Linked DNA regions of Sus scrofa: region 1 is linked to region 2. The links are chromatin contacts, called in public HiChIP or PLAC-seq maps. All regions are on one chromosome and are shown on one strand. The core of a region is the stretch at or near the end of the contact, and the rest is flanking DNA. Distances in the headings are between cores, read along the strand shown.

The links. HiChIP or PLAC-seq counts read pairs in DNA pulled down with a chosen protein or histone mark.
Region 1: a contact with region 2 is called in an H3K27ac HiChIP or PLAC-seq map of alveolar macrophages. The contact joins two enhancer-like sites. A contact is called at or near these places in 1 of 47 Hi-C or Micro-C datasets (embryonic fibroblasts) and 1 of 2 datasets of contacts at active chromatin or transcription factors (alveolar macrophages).

Annotation. Positions count from the first base shown.
Region 1 is chr13:126,605,585-126,608,284 of Sscrofa11.1, reverse strand. All of the region lies in intron 2 of TPRG1 (tumor protein p63-regulated gene 1 protein), which reads right to left. Among named protein-coding and RNA genes, the nearest start is that of TPRG1, 77 kb to the right of the region's middle. Within about 2 kb of position 1,349, at least 1 of the 83 cell types and tissues checked has an H3K27ac peak or open chromatin away from gene starts, as enhancers often do. A contact at or near this core is called in alveolar macrophages, where this site is marked.
Region 2 is chr13:125,760,355-125,763,054 of Sscrofa11.1, reverse strand. No RefSeq gene overlaps it. Among named protein-coding and RNA genes, the nearest start is that of LPP, 21 kb to the left of the region's middle. Within about 2 kb of position 1,349, at least 9 of the 83 cell types and tissues checked have an H3K27ac peak or open chromatin away from gene starts, as enhancers often do. A contact at or near this core is called in alveolar macrophages, where this site is marked.

The sequences.
Region 1 (2,700 bases), core at 100-2,599, 850 kb before region 2:
TCACTCAGGATGAGATTCTCTAGTTCCATCCATGTTGCTGCAAATGGCATGATGTCATTCTTTTTTATGGCTGAGTAGTATTCCATTGTGTATATATACCACATCTTCCAAATCCAATCATCTGTCGATGGACATTTGGGTTGTTTCCACGTCCTGGCTGTTGTGAATAGTGCTGCAATGAACATGCGGGTGCATGTGTCTCTTTTAAGTAGAGCTTTGTCCGGATAGATGCCCAAGAGTGGGATTGCAGGGTCATATGGAAGTTCTATGTATAGATTTCTAAGGGATCTCCAAACTGTTCTCCATAGTGGCTGTACCAGTTTACATTCCCACCAGCAGTGCAGGAGGGTTCCCTTTTCTCCACAGCCCCTCCAGCACTTGTTATTTGTGGATTTATTAATGATGGCCATTCTGACTGGTGTGAGGTGGTATCTCATGGTAGTTTTGATTTGCATTTCTCTTATAACCAGCGATGTTGAGCATTTTTTCATGTGTTTTTTGGCCATCTGTATATCTTCTTTGGAGAAATGTCTATTCAGGTCTTTTGCCCATTTTTCCATTGATTGACTGGTTTTTTTGCTGTTGGGTTGTATAAGTTGCTTATATATTCTAGAGATTAAGCCCTTGTATATTTGCATTGAGCATTCTAAGGCAATAAAAAGACTTGACACAACAAGGACAAGAAGGCTCGGTGTGTAAATGTGAGGGCTCTGTGCAGAGGCACATGCAGAATCTGCTGGATTCTTCCTCATTTGAAAGCCTAGTAGAGTAAGCTCAGGAGGTCCAAAAAGAAAAAAAAAATTATACTCTGCTCTGCCACCAGAGGGCCCCACCACCAGGTAACAGGGCAGAAAATTGCCAGCTTCTGAGTAAAGGACTCAGGCTAGGAAGTTCTACCTCCTAGCTTAAAAGTGGTAATTGAGACCATGAGCACCTCACCCATGCCCTGTGTGTGATTTTGGTTTGCTCCTTAATAATTGCAGAAGTATCTCCCACATGTTGTATACTCAATGACTTAACTTGATTCTCACAGTTTTCCTGTGAATGCGGTAGTATTGCTATTCTCCTTTTCCAGATAAGAAAACTGAAACTGAGAGTAAGCATTTTACCCAAATCACACAGCTAGAGACAGAGTCTGGATTTGAACCCGAGACTCTGATTTCAAAGTTCAAATTCTTAGCCACAATACTGTTTTCCCTGTAATCTGGATAACTGAAGAAGTAGTTCATCATCTTGGACCTGGCAGTGAGTTCAGAAAATTTAATGATCAGGCTAAGCAAGACTCTAGGCTGTGAAATGATCCAGTTTCTAGGGGAAGGCGAGCTCCACCCTAAGGAAGTGAGAGCAAGCAAATAAAGGAGAGGAAGGGAGGAGCCTAGAGCTACCCTAAAATAGCTGTGGCTGGTCTGCCCTTTAGTGCCCCCTCCCTCGGGACTGACAATGCCCAGGACTGACAGGAGGAGGAGTCCCTTGGGAAAGATGTCAGTCTAAGGAATAGCTGTCAGAGCCCAGGCAGGGATGCCTGAAACTGCATCTGAGCTGCAGAGGAGGAATAATAGTGAAGAGCACCCCACGTCTTCCATTTAAATTTTTCACCCAGCTCAGTCCCTACTGAGTTGTGCCCAGATCCTGGGGAAAGAAGACCTGCAAGTAAACCCTTAATGGGGTGTTTTCACCTATGGTCACCATAAGGCTTTGGGAGCAAGGGGTTACAGAACCATGGGAACAGTGTAAGGGACAATGACTCAAAGGAAGGGAAGGGATTCTTGCCGTCTCACAGACATCAGCAGAAAGAACACCAGCATCAGAGGTGATACCAGTTTTAGAAGGAAGACACGGAAGTCCTCCTCATGGGGGACACAATGGCATTTTGATTCCACTGGTAGATGCCAAGAGCCTCAGCATAATGCAAAGCAGTTGGCCTGAGGTGGGATTTAGAGGGCGAGAAAGGAGCCCAAGGGAACCCTTGGCATGACTCTCTTGGCACCAACCACAGGGCATGCCAGCAGCAGGGACAGTGATTAAACCACCAGGGAAACAAGCTCTTTGGCAACCAAGACTGAGCAGGTTTATTTTTGCATTCATGGGTCTATCTCTGGGGACACATTTCTCATGAGAAATGAGATCCCACTTCATGGAGGGAGGTGAGAGCCAAGAGTTATCACCTGGTTGCCGAGAAACTCTCTTAAGGATGGAGGGATGTCTTTTAAAGTATGATCCATGGTCTGGTTCCAGTAGGTTCTTGAGATTAACTTATCAGGGAATGAATGTTTGTGGAGAGAATTCCATAGCAGACTAGAGCTATGATAGCTAACTTTTTGAAAGCCACTTTCAGCTTTAATGTTCAGTGGTTCTTTGAAAAATGAAACTATCTGGAGCAAGAGGGAAATGTCTGAGACTGATCTCCATTCTGAGGTGCCATCTGGATTGAGACAAACTTCACTCATTTTCCTGGTTTTCCCAAAAGGACAGGAAAAGAGGTGAAAATTCTCTCTTAGTAGCTTTCTGTTCAATACTAGTGTTCTGCAAAAAATTGAAAAAACTTTGTGGTGTAGTCTGGTTGTGGCACAGAGGAAACAAATCCGAGTAGTATCCATAAGGATGCAGGTTTAATCTCAGAGGTCGGGGATCCAGCGTTGCCATGAGCTGTGTTGCAGGCTGACAGCTATAGCTCCGATTCCACACTCTAGCCTGGGAATA
Region 2 (2,700 bases), core at 100-2,599:
TCCAATTTTATGGTTTAGGGATGGTTTCCATGTATGTATGTGTCATGTCTTCTGGAATTCATATCAATGACTTTGAGTTGACATTCAAATATGTGGCAGATAAGAAATATCAAAAGGAGTTTCTGTTGTGACTCAGCAGGTTACGAATCCAACCAGTATCCATGAGGATGTGGGTTCCATCCCTGGCCTGGCTCAGTGGGTTAAGGATCCAGCCTTGCCATAAGCTGTGGTGTATGTCACTGACATGGCTTGGATCCTGCATTGCTATTGCTGCAGCTATGTGGCTATGGTGTAGGTCAGTAGCTGCAACTCCAACTCCAATTCAACACCTAGTCTAGGAGCTTCCATATTGTAGGTGAAGCCCAAAAAAGCAAAAAAAAAAAAAAAAAAAAAAAAAAAAGGTGTCAAGAGAGGTCTCCTTCTAACACTTTGCTGTGGCCAACACAGGCCAGAGACCAATCATCAGCACTGCTGCATCCCCAGAGATAGAGACATTCTATTTTCTTCATTCAACCATAGGTGATCCCTCAGTACATCTGTAATATATCTCAACTGCTCAAGTTCAAGTCAAAGTTTTCTTTCTCTAGAAAGTCTTTCTAGATTTCTCCCTCTCCAGCTAAAAATATCTTCCTTTTTTTGAATACCTACAGTGCTTTTGCTATACCTCTTCTATCACATTTTTATTATATTAAAAGCAATTTTATTACATTTTCCTTCCTGTTCATACCTTATATTCTCTACTACTCTGTGAATACCTACTCTAGATCCATTGAACCAGAGTCTGAGGGGTAATTATGATTCGTTTCTGCTGAGACACAACAGGAACTCCCCATTTTTATGTTTTTATAAATTTGACCACTTCTCTCTGAGGCAAATTTCATTTATGGACAGATAATTGTTGCTAGCAAGGAGCAAGCACAGGACATTTCTAAAGACTTCATTGGCTCTACCATGCATGGGTTAAGAGACCTCCAGCAGAGGAAATTTCATGGGTCATTTCCCAGTAACATGTGACAAACTGCAATCCTAAGAGAAGCCTCAGGTTAATGAGGCAAGCAGATGCACAGGCCAGACCTCAAGACACTGTGGGCAGGAGATTAGGCTTTACAGTAGCACCGATGACTGAAGAATTCTGATTTATTTTCACTCTCTCTACAACTTGTATGTATTTTGGATCCCAAACTGCATTTATCATATGTTAGACCTTGTTGAAATATCAAGGAGTAAGAAAATCAATTGTAGTATCTCTAAGCAAAAACTGACATTGGTTAGAGGTGTACTGTGTTTGCAAAGAGAGCTACAATAGTCTCTTTACAATGTTACTTTGCTCTTCCTCCCACAAAGAAGAGGAATTTACTTAGTCACCCTTTGAATCTAGCTGGCCTCATGACTTTGACTGATACAAGAATACAGCAGCCATATATTTTGCAACTTCTTTTTTTTTTTTTTTTTTTTTTTGTCTTTTTGCCTTTTCTAAGACCGCTCCCTCGGCATATGGAGGTTCCCAGGCTAGAGGTCTAATTGGAGCTGTAGCCACCGGCCTATGCCATAGCCATAGCAATGCGGGATCCGAGCTGCGTCTGCAGTCTACACCATAGCTCACAGCAATGCTGGATTGTTAACCCACTGAGCATGGCCGGGGATCGAACCCATGACCTCATGGTTCCTAGTCAGATTTGTTAACCACTGAGCCACAACAGGAACTCCAATGTTTTGCAACTTCTGAGTCTAGGCCTTGGGAAACCTCACAGCTTCTGCTTTTGCCCTCTCTCTCTTTGTATAAAACTCAACTCTATGTGAAAAAGCCTGAGCTAACCTGCTAAACAATGCAGGCACACAGCCTTGCTATAAGCCAGCAGCAATCAGCTCCAAGCAGACTTGCCAATTGACTGGAATTGCATGAGTGTATCCAGGCAAGGTCATCAGAATGACCACACAGCTAAACCCAGCCCGAATCACTGACCACGAGAATTGTGAGCTAATGACTGTTTGAGGTCACTAAGGTTTTGAACGGGCTTATTACATAGCATAGACTAAAGGATACGTATAATGCATAACACTGAAAGAAATAGTAGCCCTTATTTTAGTGAAGATATCTGGACTGTTGACAAGCTCTCTGGGCCTTTCAAAATGGGTCTGAAGAGTTCCCATTGTGGCTCAGCAGATTATGAACCTGACTAGCATCCATGAGGATGCAGGTTCCATCCTTGACCTCACTCAGTGGGTTAAGGATCATGCATTGCCACAAGCTGCAGTGTAGGTCACAGAGGTGGCTGGGATCTGGCGTCGCTGTGGCTGTGGCGTAACCCTAGCCTGGGAACTTCCATATGCCACAGGTGTGGCTCTAAAAAGTAAAAAATTAAAAATGGAAATAAAATAAAATAAAATAAAATGGGTCTGAAATGAAAGTGTCCATTTTAGACTGTGGGCACAAGCTCACCACAGAGAAAAATAATGTAACGGATGGTTCTGAGGAACAGATTTTTAACTGCAGAGGCGCTGGCTTTTTGTGAGGATGAAGTAACTACATACTCAGGATTTACAAAGACTTGGCTTTTCAAAATAATTCATAATGATTTTTACATTTTGAGTCCAGTTCATAGTTTACCAACTACTTTCAGCATCTTTTGTGGTTTGTAATAAAAAGATTCTTTAGTGCTGACTAGAGTCATAAATTCAGGGGTTTTCAAACTTGGTATC